Linked DNA regions of Capsicum annuum: region 1 is linked to region 2. Evidence: chromatin contacts called from public Hi-C data. All regions are on one chromosome and are shown on one strand. The core of a region is the stretch at or near the end of the contact, and the rest is flanking DNA. Distances in the headings are between cores, read along the strand shown. Region 1 holds the start of LOC124885802 (glycine-rich protein DOT1-like). Region 2 holds the start of LOC107878133 (chlorophyll a-b binding protein 5, chloroplastic).

Region 1 (4,591 bases), core at 1,006-3,505, 130 kb before region 2:
GGGGGTGGGGGTAAAAAAAAGTTTTAATTTTTTTAAAAAAAATTTATTAATTCTTTTTTTTGTGTGTGGTATTGGGGGGGAGGGGGAAGATGGTAGGGGGTGGGGGTGGTAAGAAAATTTTCTTGAAAGTTTTAAAAAATAAATTTTAAAATATAAAAGAAATTGGTGAAGGAATGAGGGCTAGTAGGTGATGGGGGTGGGTTGGGTAAGAACAAGTTTTTAAAATATTAATTAAAAAAAAATTGGGTGGGGGTTTGGTGGGCGTGGGGTGGGGTGAGGCTGGTGGAGTGAGAGGTCGGAGTAGGAGATGGAGTTAAATAATATAAGATGAAGGGAAAAATAAGATTATTGAATATTAAGTAAGGGTATAATTGGGAAAAAAATAAGCAAACCATGGGATACCACCAAATCGGTGATTACAGGGATTTTCATGGTTATCAAACCATGAGATTAAATCATGTCATATCATATATTTTAAGAAACAATCAAAACAAACATGATTTTCTTAATAACTATACTATATCATACCATGGCAAACCACCATTCAAACAGAGAGTTTAGTGTTTCAATTGTGGTTGGTATTGTTGTAGCATTGAAAATTCTCATGTTAAGGATCAATTTGTATGAGAAATAAAGGATATAAATGTAGTGGTTGTATAACAAGATACTTTGTAGAATAAGGACATCGGGTGAGTCACATATTGAGCATTTACTGCTTTCAAATTTTTGAAATTAAATTTATACTTTATCGACTTATTTTATATCATGATCTGGGCGTTAAAAATCAGCGAGGTTTACTCTTTCTTTAGATGCTCATGGAACTGCTTGTTAATGGTTTACTTGATTACTTCTTGGGAATGTGAATTTTTTTTTAAATATGCCTATATTTATTATTTTTTCCTTTATTGATTTAGTTCTCTCAATGGATACCGAGATTCATATTAGAAATAGAAATATAGTAATTCAAACTATAAGACATAAGAGTAATTCAAATTGATCAGACCAAATAAGTTAGTAATATCCAACTTTGGCTTTTAACTCATTTTTGTATTTTTTTTCCAGCCTAAAAGAAAGCTTCCCAAACAACTCCAAAAATAAAAAAGAGTTTAAAAGTCAAAACTACATAAAATAAGTCGATCCAAATACCCTCTTAGCAAATAAATGGAATTGGATGCTATGTAATCTCAATATGGAGTTAATATTCACATATATCAAAATAATATTGTAGATTAATCTCCTAATCACATTAAATTTTTTATATGCAATATCTTACATTTCTACGAGAATATTAAACAGTTTGAATTCATAACCTTGTTATGCTGCAACAATTCTTATCACTATGCGATTAGAATCCCTTCTAATACTTATACAATAATTTTATTCGGAATAAAATAAATTTCTTTTTTTCGGGAAGAACTTCTATAATTTTTTTTTTATATATATATATTGTAGATTTTATGTAAGCTGAGTTGAACTATTATACTCATTAACCTATTTTTCAGGTACTGGATATTTCATCTTACTTGTACAGCAGTACTAATCCTTAATGGCTACTAAATCATACTAGTGTGAAGTGTCTAATAGAACATGTACGTTTTTCTCACACAATTAATTACCATAACGTTAGTCTTGATCTTAATTCTTCTTGACCACATTAACAATGTATGTTACTCTTACCACTAATCAATAGTATTTAAATCCTCCTAAACATCTCATATTATTCATCGAAGTGCTTAGCTGTTCTCTCAGGTCACTTGAGCTCAAAACACATACGAGTGTAAGAGCCAAGTAAGAAGCCATTCTCATTTTAATTTCTTGTTAATTCTACACAATCACATTTTTAATTAATTCTTATATTGTGCTAACGATAGATAGAGTTTAGACAGTTAAATTTTCCAATAAAAAAAAAAAACAGAATTTTGTGGCTTTTTCCAAATATTTGTAATAGTACTTACTAACGAGGCTTGCGACTTTTTGGTGCAGCGTTAACAAGAAATGAGATGATGAGTAGCAGGTTGATTCTTTTGTTTGCTGTGTGTGTTTTCGTGCAAGCGACATATGCAAGGAACCTTTTTCAGTTTCCAGCCCTGAACATCCCTCCCTGGCATCAGCGGAGTAGAACAAATTATTGGTGGTAGTGTTGGCAGCGGTGGAGGGGGAGGAGGAGGAGGTGGTGGCGGTGGCGGTGACGGATGAGGTGAGAATAGTGGATCTGGTGGGGGATTAGGCGGTGGTTTTGGTAGTGGTGGTAGCGATGGAGGAGGTGGTGGCGGAGGATGGTGGATTTGGTTGGGGAATTGGAGGTGGCTATGGTGCTGGAGGTAGTGACGGAGGAAGTGGTGGTGGAGGAGGAGGAAGAGGTGCGAATGGTGGATTTGGCTGGGGAATAGGAGGCGGCTATGGGGGTGGATTAGGTAGCAATGGAGGAGGTAGTACTGGCGGAGGTGGAGGAGGAGGAGGAGGCGAAGATGGCAGTAGTGGATTTGGTGTGGGAGCAGGGGAAGGCCATGGAGATGTGGAGGCAATTAATCCAATTGAAGTTTAAATAAAGTTCTTTTTATAGGCTCCCGGTTTAGCATCATTTTCACCGAATGTTTTTCACCAGTATAGAGTACAGAAATAAAGCCAATTATCATTAAATCATATTCTTTCATGATGCCTTTTTCATCAAATAAATCGTGATTCATAATTTTGTGGCTATTAAGTTTGAGAGTTGTTAGTGGAGTTATTTTACTACTATATACAAGGGAGGATTTCCTTTTTTTTTGGTAGTCCTCCCAAAATTTTTAATGTAATTAAATAGTTACATATGTTTATTTATTTTGCATATATGTTACATTTGTCTTCATTTATTTTTTTATGATATTTTTATTTGAGACTTTGTAATTGAACTATACATAGTATTTTTTTTTAATATAAATCTCTTCTTATTTCTTATTAGATTACTTATTCCTTTTTACTTATTTCTAATATTAAAAATTAATTATTTTTCTTTCTTATTTATTTTAGTAAATCACGAAAGATTTATAACTTTTTTCACATTATTATTACTATTTTATTATTATTATTACGGAAAAGGCTGAAAAATATTCCTGAACTATCTGAAATAGCTCAAAAATGCCCCTCGTTAGATTTTTAGCTCAAAAATACCTCTCCAGTAAATATTTGGCTCAAAAATACCCCTCCCTCTAATGGATTTCGGAAAAGGATCAAAAATACCCCTGAACTATCTGAAATGGGTCAAAAATATCCCTTTGTTAAATATTTGGCTCAAAAATACCCCTCCCTTTAACGAAATTAAATTATTTCGATTGAATTAAACCCTAACTTTAACTTTTTAACCCCAATACATTAATTTTTTTACATAAAAATATTTTTTCAATTTAAAAAATAAGATAATGGAAAAAAGTATTTGAATTATAATATAAATTGATTAAATTTGATTTGAAAAATAAACATACATTTATACTAAAAAGGTATTTTCACTTTACATCTTTTTAATCTTTAAAGCAATTAACGAAATATAAATAAATGAAATATAAATTTTCACTTAAAGAAATTAACGAAATAAAAATTAAATGATGAACTTTATATAAATTAACAAAATAATCGAAATAATTTAATTTCATTAGATGCCCCTCTGTTAAATATTTGGCTCAAAAATACCCCTCCCCTTAACGAAATTAAATTATTTCGATTGAATTAAACCCTAACTTTAACTTTTTAATCCTAATACTTTAATTTTTTTAAATAAAAGTATTTTTTTAATTTTAAAATAAGATAATAAAAAAAATTATTTGAATTATAATATAAATTGGTTGAATTTGATTTGGAAAATAAACATACATTTATTCTAAAAAGGTATTTTCACTTTACATCTTTTTAATCTTTAAAGAAATTAACGAAATATAAATTTTCACTTACAAAAATTACCAAAATATAAATTAAATGATAAACTTTATATAAATTAACGAAATAATCGGAATAATTTAATTTCGTTAAATACCCCTCTGTTAAATATTTGGCTAAAAAATACTCCTCTCCTTAACGAAATTAAATTATTTCGATTGAATTAAACCCTAACTTTAACTTTTTAACCTAATACTTTAATTTATTTTACATAAAAGTATTTTTTTAATTTTAAAAATAAGATAATGAAAAAAAGTATTTGAATTATAATATAAATTGGTTGAATTTGATTTGGAAAATAAACATACATTTATTCTAAAAAGACATTTTCACTTTACATCTTTTTAAACTTTAAAGAAATTAACGAAATATAAATTAACTAAATTAACGAAATATAAATTTTCACTTAATGAAATTGACGAAATATAAATTAAATGATGAACTTTATATAAATTAACGAAAAAATTAAAATAATTTAATTTCGTTAAGGGAGGGATATTTTTGAGCCAAATATTTAACATAGGAGTATTTTTGACCCATTTCAGATAGTTTAGGGGTATTTTTGATCCTTTTCCGAATTCTGTTAGAGGGAGGGGTATTTTTGAGCCAAATATTTAACAGAGGAGCATTTTTGAGCCAAAAATCTAAGAAGGGCATTTTTGGGCTATTTCGGATAGTTCAG
Region 2 (5,096 bases), core at 596-3,095:
GTGCTGTTCGGGGCAGTTCGCAGACACATCAACTATTCCATCATTTCTCACTAGCACATACACCAATAGCTTTGCCTACTAAAGACTTAGGCAGATGAGAAGAAATCACCTAATATCTTCTTTGTCTCTGCTGGAATTTGAATCCTGGCCTCCAAGGTTTTCACCCAATTCATAGAATGCTAAGCCATGCCCTTGCGTGCCTCTGTTAACCATATTAACTGTGTGCTTCTTTGTCTCTGCTGGAATTTGAATCCTGGCCTCCAAAGTTTTCACCCAATTCATTGAATGCTAAGCCAGGCCCTTGCGTGCCTCTGTTAACCATATTAACTGTGTGCTTGATCACTTGTTCTCTCTCTCTCTCTCTCTCTCTCTCTCTGTGTATGCTCAGGCGTATCTTATTGTCAAGTTTACTTCTCTTGCAGGAAGAAATAATGAAACTCCTTCCTGACGGTGAAAGGCAAAATATTAGCCAGCGGCTTCTTCCTCCGGTGGACCTTATTGAATTGTGCCTTAAAATTCAGGATAGGGAGCTTTCATTGAGAGTTTTTGACATTTTTGCATGGACCAGCTCCTCTTTTATCAAGTCTAACGCAAGCCTCTTGGAGGATTGCTGGAGAAATGCCTCCAATCAAGACGACTGGGAGAGGCTGTATCAAGCATCAGTAGATGAGGGGTGGGGTGATGAGGAGACTTTGAGCATTCTAAAGGACACCATCCTTTTCCAGGCTTCCAGCAGGTGCTATGGCCCCAAAGCTGAAACTTTTGAGGGCAATTTCCAGGAAGCGCTGCCACTGAGGCCAGAAAATTCTGAGCAAGTGACGTTGAAGAACATGGGATCCTCGGTGGAAACAATCCTGATGCAGCACAAGGATTATCCTGAGGCCGGCAAGTTGATGCTGACAGCAGTTATGCTAGGAAGTGTTCACTCCAATACTATTAGTATTGTGGAAGAGGAGGAACCTACCCCAATGGAGTAATTGTCCTAGCATTCTGAATGATTGTGGGAAATTTGTGCTTACCCTGCATAATTTGAATGTTTCTTTGCTGGTTGAGCAGCTTGATCTGCAGTTTTTTAACACTGAAGATGAAATTGTATATGGCAGTCATGTTCATGTATCAGTGCTCGTTGTAGTTAAATCAATATAGGGTGAGTGCTTGGTGGTTCAATGACGTTGGTAGAATGATTGATGAGCAGTGTCAGAAGATTTTTGGTTCTTTTAAGAGTTCAAAAGTTCTCTGTCCACCAAGCAAAGGAGATTTCGCCTTGTAAATTTAGTTAAAATGTACTTATGATTTGCCTACTTTCCTAGCAGTCTGTTTTGCTGTCAGTCAGGTATACTGCGTGTTATCACATATCCAAGGTATTTTGACTTTGCCGATCATAACTACTTGTCAGGCATCTGAGTTTCAGAGAGTTCTACTGAGTTTTTCAAAAGGAAAAATAAACAGTGCATTTCGTATGGATTGTGTTGTTTGTACATCTATAGCAAAAAGAGTGCATTTCTTGACAGAATAACGCTATTCACACCTGATATGGGGCGTGATGGGAGAAGGATCAAAATTACCCCCACATATTCAAAATAAGAAAATGAATGAATAGGTTAAAAATCCTTAAACTATTATGATCGCTTGGTGGCCGGTTAGAAGGTAAATTATTCATGTATAAAGTTGATTTTAATATTTTTTTAATCTCTTGCGTTATCCTAAACGTCTTGCTACACCAAAATTACAACCTAATTCCATATCAGATTAATACCCACATAAAATAATTTCCATTTGCTGAGCTGGAAATTACAAGTTGTCACATTATCGATCGGTTCTTGTAAACTTGGTACATTTGTTTGCGAAAGATTCTTTTGAAATAATGACTGTTCGTCTGTGACCCACCGTAGAAAATTCTTGAGTGGCAAAACATATCTGAAACTGAGAGAAAATCTCACCTCAACGGATGTAGCAACGCCACGTGGCAGAACGGAGGCCTCTGTCTACCATATGAAAATCACAAGGGAAATCCAAATACATAACAAGAACCAATCAGCCATTGCTGAGTTGTACATCTTGTAATCCTCAAAAATCCATTAATTTGCATATATAGCCCCTAGTTCACTCTTCTTCCCTCTCATATCAGAAAGAAGAAGGTAGTAAAAGAAGAGCTTTTTTTCTCTCTATTAGCAAATTAAGGAAAATGGCCACATCTGCAATTCAACAATCAGCATTTGTTGGACAGGCAGTTGGTAAATCACAGAATGAGCTTGTTAAGAAAATTGGCAGCTTCAATGGAGGCCGTTTTACCATGAGGCGTACTGTCAAAAGTGCTCCTCAAAGCATCTGGTATTTCTTTAATTATAGTTCAAATCTAATTCTCCATTCATACCTTTTATACTAGTACTATTTTTTGATAATCTTCATGTTGTGTTACATGGTAAGAAGAAATCACCTGATATTTTTTGGAATTCGTGTGAAATTTCATGATTTTTAGTACATATTAAATTGAAGTGTCTATATACGCACATATCATATTATTTTCAAAAACACTATTATGTTTTCGATAGACACTCGGCTCAAGATAAAACAATAGATAGTAATGGAGGTACAAGAGTCAAACAGATAATAACAAAAAGAATGGTTACTACTTATACAAAAAATTAAGTCACATAAATGCATCAGTGTGTGACAACACTATTGCTTAACGAATTATAACCTTGACTTATCTTTCAAAATGACATCGCTGTACCCAAATATTCTTACAAAACAAGCTCTTGTATGACTTCTTCAGCAGGAAGCTCTACATCTGCCTCTTTCTTCAAAGATGTAACATCTTTATCTGCACTCCCACAAGGCACAATATGCTTACACTATTATGTAATCTGCAGTTAACACACAGAGAAGAGAAAAATATTTAATAACACCTGATTAATGATGAAATAGGTACGGAGAAGACCGCCCAAAGTACTTGGGCCCATTCTCTGAGCAAACCCCATCATACCTCACTGGTGAATTCCCAGGTGACTACGGATGGGACACTGCTGGACTCTCGGCTGATCCAGAGACGTTTGCCAGAAACCGTGAGCTTGAGGTGATCCACTGCCGTTGGGCCATGCTTGGTGCTTTGGGCTGTGTCTTCCCTGAAATACTTTCCAAGAACGGTGTCAAATTTGGTGAGGCTGTTTGGTTCAAAGCTGGATCCCAAATCTTCTCAGAAGGTGGACTTGACTACCTCGGCAACCCAAACCTTATCCACGCCCAAAGCATCCTCGCCATTTGGGCCTGCCAAGTTGTTCTCATGGGCTTTGTTGAAGGATACAGGGTTGGTGGAGGCCCACTTGGTGAGGGTCTTGACAAGATCTACCCAGGAGGTGCCTTTGACCCACTTGGTCTGGCTGATGATCCCGAGGCTTTTGCTGAATTGAAGGTCAAGGAAATCAAGAATGGACGCTTGGCAATGTTCTCCATGTTTGGATTCTTTGTTCAGGCCATTGTTACTGGAAAGGGCCCAATTGAGAACCTCTTTGACCACATTAATGACCCCGTCGCCAACAACGCTTGGGCTTACGCCACAAACTTTGTTCCCGGAAAGTGAAGTAATTAGGGCTATCTAATCTGTAAACTTTGGGCTAATGAAGTTTTATGCTTGTCAAAGATTGCCTTGTACCTTGATGCTCTATTTAACATGCTCTGATATTTACCAACATATAGTAATGTTTCTCACTGTTCTAGTTTTGTTTTTTGTACCCCTAAATATAATCTTCCCTTTTAGTTATCACATTTTGGTTACTGATTTGTCCACTAGCTTCCAAAGCTAGATTAGAAACCTTCTTTCAATATTCTCACCAATGGGAGTCGATCAGAAATGCCATAATGTGTTAATATGGTATATGTCAAATTCAAATAAAAATATTGAATTTGTATTAGTGAAAGGATGTATGTAGGATTGCGAAATATCATCCACTCAATCAAAGGTCTCAGATTTTGAACCACAATGCAGAATTACTTTTGATAAAGAACATATTTCCCCGTGTGTTCAAGTTAATCTATAAATTTTGGATGAACCCTCTCCCTAAAAGAAGAAAGAAGAAAATAAATGATTGGTTAAATAATCTTCTATAACCAGTTTAAATAGAAAAAAAAGATTATTATATAACTAATACTAAAAACACTTATAATTAACGATTCGTAAAATGGAAGTCCCAAATTGATTTAGTACATTGGTTCACTTCTCCTTTCCATGCCTTATCCCTGATCAAGGGAGTAAACTATGGCTAAAACATTGATGGTCCATTCAATTCACCTAAAATTTTACGGTTTTGCACAAGATAATTTTGTATGTGGATGATGTTTAGCTCAACCCATTTAAACTCTCTCCAAGTTATTCCAAGGAATGTTTATATTTTAGACTGTTTTTTAATTTTTGCTCTTCAACATTTTGTGTATTAAAAAACAGTGACTTGACATTAACAGTGATAAAAAGGTGACTAAATTTTTGCCCTTCAACACTTATAAGACATAAGGCATAAGAGTTCAAAACTGATAACTTATGTCTTACAAGACATAAATTTAGTTTTAGAATCAACAAAGCTATGTCTAAAGCTACATAATTTATTCGAGTTAATATTTCAAAAGATAATTGAATTATTAAAAATTATCTGCTTTCTATCAAAAGTATCACTCAACTTTAATTTTTATTTTCTAAAAGTCACCAAACTACATTTATCATTTAAAAGGAAATAATATGACAAATAACTTATTTATTGCCATGTAAATATGGACCCTACATTAAAAAAAATTATTTCTTTTCATTTCTATACCTCATCCAGACTACAATTGGATTTTAGGACCTAAAAACATATTTTCCAAGCTCGATTTACCGCTTCTTCTGAAATTAGAGTGAAATTATTATCTATAAATTAGTTCCTCCGTTCATTCTTACTTATTATTTATTTTTAAAATAAATTTTCATTACAATTTTTTTTTTCTCAAATAACCTTTATCGTTAATTAGTTATTCTTCAAATGATTTTTCAAGATTTCATTCTAAACATTAATTAATAAGGATAGTGAGGTAAAATAATCTTGTCAATTATTATTTTGTTAATGTGT

What was found. A called contact is a pair of places that touch in the nucleus more often than the background predicts.
Region 1: a contact with region 2 is called in a Hi-C map of leaf, with 2.2 times the contacts expected there. The contact joins the promoter of LOC124885802 here to the promoter of LOC107878133 in region 2. A contact is called at or near these places in 4 of 5 Hi-C or Micro-C datasets (bud, leaf and placenta).

Annotation. Positions count from the first base shown.
Region 1 is chr7:162,924,442-162,929,032 of UCD10Xv1.1, reverse strand. It overlaps LOC124885802 (glycine-rich protein DOT1-like), which reads left to right and starts at 2,255. Exons shown (of 1, transcript XM_047394046.1): 1 at 2,255-2,545. The coding sequence starts at 2,255. The coding sequence ends at 2,545.
Region 2 is chr7:162,790,527-162,795,622 of UCD10Xv1.1, reverse strand. It overlaps LOC107878133 (chlorophyll a-b binding protein 5, chloroplastic), which reads left to right and starts at 1,845. Exons shown (of 2, transcript XM_016725034.2): 1 at 1,845-2,331; 2 at 2,929-3,691. The coding sequence starts at 2,186. The coding sequence ends at 3,580. It overlaps LOC107878131 (nuclear pore complex protein NUP133), which reads left to right. Exons shown (of 8, transcript XM_016725031.2): 8 at 423-1,382. The coding sequence ends at 977.